2 separate regions of the Mus musculus genome follow, and region 2 is linked to region 1. A link is a contact called in public Hi-C data. All regions are on one chromosome and are shown on one strand. The core of a region is the stretch at or near the end of the contact, and the rest is flanking DNA. Distances in the headings are between cores, read along the strand shown.

Evidence for each region. A called contact is a pair of places that touch in the nucleus more often than the background predicts.
Region 2: a Hi-C map of cortical neurons shows a contact between it and region 1, with 2.5 times the contacts expected there. The contact joins two enhancer-like sites. A contact is called at or near these places in 8 of 484 Hi-C or Micro-C datasets (the N1E-115 cell line, cerebellar granule neurons, cortical neurons and 3 more).

The regions. Positions count from the first base shown.
Region 1 is chr14:75,563,663-75,569,091 of GRCm38.p6, reverse strand. No RefSeq gene overlaps it. Among named protein-coding and RNA genes, the nearest start is that of Gm36060, 13 kb to the right of the region's middle. Within about 2 kb of position 3,156, at least 32 of the 459 cell types and tissues checked have an H3K27ac peak or open chromatin away from gene starts, as enhancers often do. A contact at or near this core is called in cortical neurons, where this site is marked.
Region 2 is chr14:75,710,304-75,715,732 of GRCm38.p6, reverse strand. Cog3 (component of oligomeric golgi complex 3) reads left to right here. Exons shown (of 23, transcript NM_177381.3): 20 at 2,457-2,532. Among named protein-coding and RNA genes, the nearest start is that of Cog3, 41 kb to the left of the region's middle. Within about 2 kb of position 2,827, at least 6 of the 459 cell types and tissues checked have an H3K27ac peak or open chromatin away from gene starts, as enhancers often do. A contact at or near this core is called in cortical neurons, where this site is marked.

The sequences.
Region 1 (5,429 bases), core at 1,907-4,406:
CTTTTAGGAGTCATTCTTCTATCTGCTTATATGGCCATCTCCCTCCCAGCTTTCTGCCTTGGTATGAAATTGTAACCAATCAGAAAAACATTGAAACTTATGTGCTAGATCTCTAGACAGTCCAGATGAAAAAGTAAAATCTCTCTGAGAAAGGTCACTTAAATGTTTAGTGCTCAGGAGCGTAAGGCAGGAAGGAGGACCTTGGGGAGAGGGGAGAAAGGAGGCCAGTTTTAGCAAAGCTTCAAGAGGCAGTGCTGGTCGGATGGGTGTATTATGAGTAAATGCTGCGAAGTGCTAAGCTGAAGACTGTAGACTTCCAGCCTCCAGCAAAAGGGCCACGAATGGGAAATAAGAAAGTCCCAAAGTGAGACCAACTGGCCCTAATTTTATCTCCCCAGCTGATGGTGCTTCCCAGCTGATGGTGCTATTTAGGAAGCTGTAGAACTAATCTGGAGGATGTCGGGGCTTGGCTGGTAGAAGCACATCACAGGAAGTGGGTCATTTGGGATCTATTGACTCTGTCTCCTTCCCTGTCCTGTATTCTGCTTCCGGTCTGTCTTATCAGATGCTTTTCTGTTGCTGTGATAAAACACTGAGTCCAAGGCAACTTGCAGAAGGGAGGATTTATTGGGGCTTATAGTTGCAAGGGATAAGGTCCTGTCTTGGTAGGAAGGTATGGCAGCAGGCAGGCATGGTGGCCAGAGCAGAAAGTCGAGAACTCACACCCCAAGGGCAAGTACTAAGCAGAGAGAATGAACTGGAAGTGGGTGAGGCTATGAGATCTTGCAGTCTACTTATAGTGACGTACTTCCTCTAGCAAGGCTGCCCTTTCTAAAACTCCTTAAACTGCTCCATCGTTTGGAAGTGAGCGTTCAAATGCATGAGCCTTTAGAGGACATTTCTCATGTAAACCACCTCAGCCACAACGTGACCAGTTGCGTCATGTGCCTGCCAACGTGAATTGAGCTCCTCCTACTGCTACGTCTCCCCATAAATGATGGGACGAACCACCCTGAAACCATGAGCTAAAATACATCTATCCCTCCCAGTTGCTTCTGTCAGGTGTTCTGTCACAGGGATAAGTTAAGTCGTGAATCTATCCATCACACAATCTTGTCCTTGAGTATTTGTGGATCTTCCCAGAGCAAGAGTGCATAGAGGAGTTAGACTGCTAAGTATAAACAAGATGTAGCCTTTTAGACCATCAAGAAATGCCTATGAGCCTAAGATCACACACTGAATGGCAGCCTTTAGATGACTGAGTCCCACTGAAATACTCCCCCTACTGCATTGATGGTCTCTAATGACCCCAGTGGAATTTAGGAACAGATTCCATGAATACAAAACACTGTTAGAATTAGTCTTATCTTGACAACCAGTTGTCACAAAGTCCCAGGTTTGTTGAGATCCGGTTCTACAGAGCTGGCTCTCAGGGGGAAATGGATTTTGATTTCCCCATTGTATTCTAACTGCAGCACACTTTGGAAGGAACCATTTGTGACGAGTAAATGACAGGAGGAATAAATAATTCAGATCAGTTTTCCTTGTAAGGACTTGGAGTGTTTGCCTGATGCTCAAGGTTAGGAATTATAGCTCCAAGGGATGGAGGTCTCATTTTGAACATCCTTTATTTCTGTTAATAAAGGGGCCCTGACTTCTGCTAATAGAGTGGCCTACAGTGTTTGCCATGTGAGGGTTCATGTGGCCCAGCGTGCAAGTGCTTTGTATTTTGGATCCAGACAGACCAAGTCTAAGTTTTGGCTATCTCATTTAATTAGTTAGGAGTTTCGGGGATACTTATTTAATTGCTTTGGAACTCGATTTTCTGGACTGCAAAAGACAGGAGAGCAATCATAGTTATCTTAGAGGTACAGGAAACCTGGGTCTAAAGCATACTTAGAGCACTTGAATTTTCAGCAAGTGTCTGTTATTAGGACTTTTCTCAGAAAATAATGCTAGCCTTCACAGAGTTGGCCAGTGGATTCGGAAAGATGAACAGTGTTAAGCATTTAGTGCCCTCTGTGCTGGTATAGGGGTGTGAAGGTAACAGTTTAACACGACTTGTTTATTAAGGATCCAGGCTTGATAATTCTGCTGTCTCTTGGAGTATCTGTTCCTTCCAGCTCTCCAGGGTAGGGCCTTAGCTCATCTGTGATCTGCTTCTCCCTGAACCAGAATCATGCACACAAGGTACGACAGTGAAATTCATCCTCCAGGTTCACGAAGCACACAGTCTGGCACGTTAGTAAATATGAGTGTTGTGGGGAGCTGGAGGCGTTATAAATCCGTTTTACAGAAGTGAGGGTGGGCGTAGAGACTGCCTGTGTGTCTAACCCTTTCTCATTGCAAATTAAACATCTTTCCTTTGATCCCATATTGTGGCAAGAAACTAACATGAATCTTTGATCCCGTGCCAGTATCTAGAGAAATTACGAGGTCTACCAGGATGGGATAATAGAGCATCATCAAGACTTCTAGCTTTGGAAATTACTTAATCTCCATTCTCAGTGGCTGCTGCTTTGAGACAGCTGTGACAGAAAGGTCCCAAGTGCTATTGAGAACAGCTCATCAGTTCAGAACAAAGCTGATTATGTAAATTGTGCATTAAGATGCAGCTCCAATTTAATTTTACTCTGTAAATAAATATCCCATTAGCATCCATCTGTTGCCAGTCAGGTGAGGCCTTCTCTAAGAGAATACGGCCAAGACCCCAGTGGCTTCTCTCTAAATGCTGATGGGGTGTGGGAGGGTGAGGATTAAGACACCCAAATTCTCTGTGTAGAACTTAATTTGGTTCTCTAAGTGGCAAGTCAGCTATGAGATCAATCGAGGGCAAGAAGAAGCTAGGATTGGCCAAGAACAACAGGACACCTCATCTATTTTTGGCCCTGCTCATTGAGGACACACGCAAGCCTTCTCTGATTGTTGTCTCCAAGATCAATAATAATTATAGCTCAGCCTATTCCCTCCAAAAATAAAAACATTTCAGCTGATGAGAGGCGAGCACTAAATTAGCGCGCCAGCTCTTCTGGCTGCAGGGCAATTTATCAGGCAAAGCCGTTCTTGTGAGCATCGTCTTTGCTGAACCTGAGGATACAGCTCCCCCATCAGCACAGGGAGTGTTGGACAATGGTACTGGCTGGCTGCCAGCACCAGAGGGAGGGTGGCAGGGAGAGCGCATGTTTCCTCTCTTGAGCTGTGCTGCCCAGGTTTCAGGAGGCTGAGTTGTAGAAGCTTCTGCTATTTCCACAGTAATCTATCAACACAAGGAGCAGAAGCTGTGCCACTATTCACCCAGCGGAGGATTAAAACCTGTGGTGTGTTTGGGTAGTGCTGCTGCTATGAGGAGCGGGACTGGTAAGAGGCTGGGCACAAACCCAGGAGACCCATTGTGGCCTATGCACTCTAACACTTAAGGCGTTTTCCCCACAGTTAGTGACTGCTGCGGCTGGCTAAGGACATCCCGGGAGAAATACGAAGAGGCTCTTCAGCAAGGCAACTAGACACGATGCTATGAGCATCAACAAAGGCTTTTGAACGTGCCATTAAAAGAAGACAAAAGTAATTCCTCCCTCCAAGTAATGAGGCCCATGGATTCCAAAGAAGATCTGTCTCCCCCACATTCTTTTCTCCACTGGAGGCCAAGTTGGAAGTCAGAGCATCTGCCCCAGCATCCCTAGTGCAGAGAGAGGACTAAGCTCCTCCCCTTTTCCTCTTCTTGTATCGAAGTTGATTCTGATGCCAGACTCCACTACCTGCCACTATCATGGCTGTGCTGTGACCCTTGTTGCCTGTTTTGATTGGGGCTATTGTGGCTCAGAGTAATAGAACTCTTGACAGTTGTTTAAAATTGATATTTTCCTTTCTCACATAACATTTCAGAGGCAGTCGGGTCAAGACTAGCACAGCAATTCACCATTGCTGTTAGGGCCAGCTCTTTCCTTCTGTCCTCACAGCAGATTGAGGTGTTGCCTCAAGATAATGATTTTATGATCTTGTCTCCAAACAAACAAAATCAAAACACACACACACACACACACACACAAAATGAAAATGATGAGTGTTTTTATTTTACATAATTTCAAAATATTGTTAATTTCGAACCATTAATGAATTATATTTGCATTTCAGTACTAACTCTTCATGATTCCGTATATTTTACACTCCAAGACTCTCAGTTTGGACTATCCATGTATCAATCTCTCCCAGTACTTGCAGCTAGTGGGGCCCACACTAGACTCAGCAGCTCTATAGTGCTCTACCCAAATACATGCTCAGCCTGCAAAGTAGCTCTCCCCCCACCCCAGCCACTACTGTACTTTATTGACTACAACAGTTTGAGAGGGCTCATCTAACTACACGGATCTGTGAGGCATCCTTTTCCCTTCTGTTTTTAATCTGAGTTGGGAAGAGCTGGACCAGCAGGCTTTCCTTGCTCAGCCTGTCCTTCCCTGGACAATTCCACCAGGCGATCTCTCCTCTGATGTGAGAGTCTCCCAGCCCAGCGGTCTCTTTTGCTTGAGTCCATCCTTGCTGGGTCAGGAACATACTACATCCCATTATCTAGAAGGAACCAGTGCCTTATCTAAAAACAAACATCTGACTTCTATGGTAAATGCTAATATAGGAGATAACTGGGCAGGTGGAGGAAGCCAGAGGCCAGGGGAGAATTCCTGCAGAGGAAGGCATTGCACTCTTCAGCTGTGTTTGCTAATGTTCTTTGTTTCCTTCTGACTTCTGTGTTGCTGGAGTCCTCTGAGTTCCCCTCCACTCACAGCCCCATAACTAGTTGTTACTCTATAATAACTGTTCAACTTCAGGAATCACAGGCTGGGGGTAGTTTCTGTCTCTAGGTGCTGGAAGCTCTTGGTGTTCTCAGCTACGAGTTAGTGTCTAATACACATGAACCCGGTCCATACCAAATACATAGTAAAGATCTACATGAATACATTTATAGTACCTTTCACAAAATGGTTTCTAAGTTGTTAATATTTTCAGTGGTATCATGATTGAAAGCCAGAATTGTCCCATCTGCCAGTTTTATGACTATTATCAAAGACAATGGAGACAGTCACAAAAACCCTACATGTAGTCATTTGGATTTGTACTTTATAAGATGTTCACTACATGTGCAAGCCCACTGTTTGAAAATGTGGGTGTGGCAAAGCCAATGGGTAGAAGAATATGGCTACCATTACTCATAGATGTCAAGAGGAAGGGCGATGCCATGCCATGCACAGCCTCCTGGGGAAGGGCAGGGTCAGTCAGGAGGTAGAGTAAAAGGAGGACTTGGGTCTTGATTGTGGTTGCCACAAAATAGGCCAGCCAAGGTATGGTGGGTGAGCTTGGGATTGGCCAACTTCACTGACTTTAGAGGCTATCTCTAGTTATCTGACACCTGGTCTGAGTCTTCAGGGTTATCAGATGGT
Region 2 (5,429 bases), core at 1,578-4,077, 150 kb before region 1:
AAGAGAGGCCTAGCTGAGGAGAGCTCATTCCTTCCTGCCTCTGCCTTCTTTGTTAGGAGACCCTGCCTCTGCAGATCTAGGAGAACTTTGAAGAAATGATCCTTGATGTGACTTAAAGAGAAGTAAATTGTGCAGAGAGTAGACAGGGTGAATGTAGAAGTCATTGTGTTTTTTAACAAACAGCATGATGGCACACCTTTCGGGGAATACTGTGGCTTAAATGAGAATGGCCCTGGAAGCTCATCTAGTTGAATGTTTAGTTACCAGTAGTGATGATATGTGAAAGATTAGAAGGGTTAGGAATTGTGTTTTTGTTGGGTAGTGTGGCCTTGTTGAAGAAAGTGTCTCACTGGGGGTGGACTTTGAAGTTTTAAAAGCCCACACCAGGGCCAGTGTCTGATTGTTTGCCTGTTGCCTGTGGATCAGGATGTAGCTCTTAGCATCATGTTTGCCTGCTACTCTGCTCCCTACCATGATGATAATGGACGAGCCCTAGGAAATTGTAAGCCAGCCCCTGATTAAATGCTTTCTTTTATAAGAGTTGCTTTGGTCATGGTGTCTCTTCACAGCACTAGAACAGTGACTAATACTGAGGAAGACTGAAATCAGTGCCGCCACCCTGGGCTACAGAGTTAGTTCCAGGTCAGCCTGGCTACGTAGCATGATGCTGCTGTTTTTCTTTTCTTTCTTTTTTTTAAAAAAGCACACATTATGTTACAATGGAATTAGTGAGATCCTAGAACAATCCATGGAGCAGCAGGCAGTGGTTATTATTAAAATAAAATTCTTAGGGCTACAAAAAGGCTATAAATATAGCTACTAGAAAAAAATTAATAAACATTGCACCCCCCTTTTTTTTCTGAGACAGGGTCTCTTTGTGTAGCTTTGGGTATCCTAGAACTTTTCTCTGTAGACTGGGCTAGCCTTGAACTCATAGAGATCTGCCTGCCTTTGCCTTCTAATTGCTGGGATTAAAAGCTTTCACCTCCATTGCCTAGCTTGTATCTCCCCCTTCCTTATTTATTTTATTTTATTTTATTTTATTTTATTTTATTTTATTTTATTTTATTTCTTAGACAGAGTTTCTTTGTGTAGCCCAGTGGTTCTGGAACTTGCTCTATAGATCAGGCTGACCTTGAACTCACAGAAATCTACCTGCTTCTGCCCCGGGTGCTAGGATTAAAAGCATGTGCCCCACATTCAGCCATATATAATTGATTTTAAAAGTTGCTTCTGCAGATGAAGACATGGAAGAAGTTGAGTGTGAGGAGGGAGAGATGAGGTGTGCAGTGGTCAGCGTGAGCAGAGGTCTAGACTGGCTCTGGAGTACAGGCAGAGCAGATGGAGCTAGAGAGGAGTGAGAGGCCTCAGTGACCGTCCTCATGAGGCGTCACCTGGCTCTTGTCTGAAATATTCCCCAGTGGGAAAGCTGGAGTTGATGCTCCAGTTTTTGTAACAGCTTGGACGTCTGCCCCATGTCTGTCCATTAAGAAGTAGTTCATGCTTACGCCCATCAAGGTTTTACCTGAAAGCCAGGCTGACATATTTGTATTTCTTTCCTGTGCTGTGCAAGGAGGAAGCATACAAAGTGACTTCCAAGTCTCTGTCCATAGCACAGTTCAGCCAAGCCTGCCTTGTAATGGGACTTGAAAACCCTGTTTGTTTGTTGAGATAGGGTCTGACCATGTAGCCCAGGCTTGCCTTAAACTCTTGTGCCCTATTCCTTAGCTTCCCGGATGCTGACTCTGCAGCAGTCTACCATACCCAACTGGATGTCTGTCTGTCTGTCTGTCTGTCTGTCTGTCTGTCTCTCTTGTGTTTGCATGTCTGTGTGAACATATGCCTATTGTGTGCATTCCTGTGGAGTCCAGAAGAGGGCATCCTGTCTCCAGAAGCTGGACTTAATATGTCAGCCTAGCTGTTTAGATTAAAAACTTGAGTCTCGTGCTGTCCTCTCTAGCCTGGCCGCTGTTTGTCTTGGTGGTGTTTTTGGTGTTTTCTATGCCTGTGATGTGGTTATAAAGAAGGGAAGTCTTTAGAGTGTATAGGAGCCTCTGTGCGTTTGTGATGGACACTTTTCTAATGACATGAACTCAGTAGTAACTCAGTCTTTTGAGGAGTAACCTTTTTTAAAATTTTTATATTTTTGGTGAAATTTCTTCAGATTCCTGTCCTGAAAAGTCTCAGGAAGAATGCCCAATGTGGTTGTGACTGTTTTGTTTTTACTTGTTTTTCTCCCCAGAATAACACATATCTTGAACTCAAAAAAAAAAAAAAAGTTTTGTCAAAAAGAATGTCTAGTGGTGAAAGCTTGTCAGAGTAGATGCAGCCTTGCTAGAACTGTGCCTGGTTCCCAGTGTGCCTAGTGACAGGCTTATACAGTTGTGTGTCTGTGAGCAGTCCGTGTTTATTTGCTGTTGGTGACGTGAAACCTCTGCTTTTGTCTCCTCTACTAGGTATCAGCATTGAAAACCATGGCCAGCCAGGGAGGCCCCAAGTACACCCTCTCACAGCAGCCGTGGGCACAGCCAGGTATTGGGGTTTTATTCTTCAAGGATGCTATTAGGCTATGTCTGTGAACCCCTTCCTGTGACATCTGGGACTTGGTTCCTTGCTTGTTTTGGGTTAACAGATGTGGGTCAAAGCAGGATTCAGCTTGGGGCTGATAGGTCTTTCTTAGCCAGCATTGCTTCCCTCAGACAAGCATTCTGAAGAGGGGGATCTTTGGAAGCTTACTCAGTTAAAAATCAAGCCTGACTTACATGTCAGTGCTTTGCGCCTGCAGACTTCTGTGTGCCTGCTTTTCCTTGGCTTCAGGCTTTCATGGGAACATGGCTCCAAGGCACAGAGTGACGGAAGGAGTGCACTTATTTCCAGCACACGAAGAAATGTTGGCCCACTCCTTTCTTCCTTTTTTTTTTTTTTTTTTTTTTGCCAAGTTACATCCTCTGTTGACAATTTAGCATGTTTGAAAAAAACTGTCAGAATGAAGGAGTCGGTTGGGTTTGGCAGGCAGCACCACTGCCCGACTCAACTTGCACATCTACTTGAGATGTTCCAGTCACTCCTCCATACATTCACATTTTCTATGCTAAAGGCTTTTTGTTTCTTTTGGCCCGTGGGATTTCTTCAGTGTTAGGCTTTAGACATTTAGAACCCCTTTGGGCTGTTTTTGGCACAGTTTTTTAATTGCATCTTTTTTTTTTTAAGGGAATATTTTATTTTACTTTTTTATTGGTTATTTTATTTATTTACATTTCAAATGTTATCCCCCTTCCCAGTTTCCTCTCTGCAAACCCCTGTCCCAGGCCCCTACCCCCTGCTTCTATGAGTGTGCTCCCCCACCCACTCAGTGCCATAGCATTCCCCTACTCTGGGACATCGAGCCTACACAGGACCAAGGGCCTCTCCTTCCACTGATGCATGACAAGGCCATCCTCTGCTACATATGCAGCTGGAGCCATGTGTACTCCTTTGTTGATGGCTTAGTCCCTAGGAGTTCTTGGAGGGGGGGGGTCTGTTTGGTTAATATTGTTGTTCTTCCTATAGGGTTGCAAACCTCTTTAGCTCCTTCAGTCCTTTCTCTAATTCCTCCATCGGAGTCCCTGTGCTCGGTCTGATGGTTGGCTGCGAATATCAGTATCAGTATTTGTCAGGCACTGACAGAGCCTCTCAGGAGACAACTATACCAGGCTCCTGTCAGCAAGCATTTCTTGACATCAGCAGTAGTGTTTGGGTTTGTTGTCTATGGATGAGGTGGATTCCCTAGCTGGGGCAGCCTCTGGATGGCCTTTACTTTAGTCTTTGCTTCACTCTTTGTCCCTTTATTTCCTTTAGTCAGGAGCAATTCTGGGTTAAATTTTTTGAGATGGGTAGGTGGCCTCATCTTTCCACCAGGGGCCGTGCCTAACCTCTGGATATGGTGTCTACAGGTTCTCTCTCCCCTTTGTTGGGTATTTCAGCTAATGTCATCCCTGTTGGGTCCTGGCATTTTCAGTTACCATTAACCATGATAACATTTGTTACATTGCTATTCTGTGACCCACATTTGCACACTGAGACAGTGGGAAGGAGCAGGGTCTTAGCTGTGGAGAAGCTGCTTCAAAGTGGGAGACCCAAAGAGGGCCTCTGCCTCTTGCCCATGCAGTTTGTCAGCTACAGGCACCTAACCTGGAATCAGCCTTTCTATGATGAAAGAAAGCCATTTTCTGTTAGGTCCATATTTTCTTTGAATAAAGGGATAAAACCCTCTTTCTCAGGTAACGTGTAGAGTCCATTCAGCACGTTTATCTACGGTTTGGTGAAGAAGTCATAAGGTGGTTAACCATCTTTGAGAGATGGACTAGTTTGTGGGTAGGAAAGTAAGAAGTATGTTTTATTTTACAATTTTCTATAAGTCAGATTTTAATACCATATAAAATTTTTGATTGAAGCTATTCTGTCTCCAAAATTTTCAGCCATAAGTTCCTTAATTTATTAAAGTTGAACTAAGAAGTAGCTGGTGCTATCTCCTGGGGAGATGTACAAATCCACATCAGTTCTTTTTGGAAGGAGATGGTTTATTCAAAGGCCCCTTGAGTATACATTGTGTACAGTATACATTGTGTACAGTATACATTGTGTACAGTATACATCGCATACAGTATACATCGGGTACAGTATACATCGTGTACAGTATACACAGTGTACCGTATACATGGTGTACAGTATACATCGTGTACAGTATACATCGTGTGCCGTATACATGGTGTACAGTATACATTGTGTACAGTATACATCGTGTACAGTTTACATGGTGTACAGTATACATGGTGTACAGTATACATTGTGTACAGTATACACAGTGTACCGTATACATTGTGTACAGTTTACATGGTGTACAGTATACATGCTGTACAGTATACATTGTGTACAGTATACACGGTGTGCCGTATACATGGTGTACAGTATACACTGTGTACAGTATACATCGTGTACAGTATACATTGTGTACAGTATACATGGTGCACAGTATACATGGTGCACAGTATACATGGTGTACAGTATACATGGTGTACAGTATACATGGCGTACAATATACATGGCGTACAGTATACATGGCGTACAGTATACATGGCGTACAGTATACATCGTGTACAGTATACATTGAGGGTGTGCTGCCACCTGTTTAGTGCCTGTGGTGGAGATGAATCTTTTACTCTCTCCTTGATTTCAAACATTTTTCTTGTATTTGAGATTGACATCTGTGGCATCTTTGAAAAACAAAGACCCCTTGATCGAATGACATTGTCCAATGTGTCATTCTAATAACAGGCCGCCATGACTATGGGTCTTCACAGTCAGGACACTGCAGTGCCTAGGCAGCATGGCTCTTGGGGACATTCTCTTGATCTTGAATTAATTTGAGCCCGTGGCTTAAGATTTTAGTC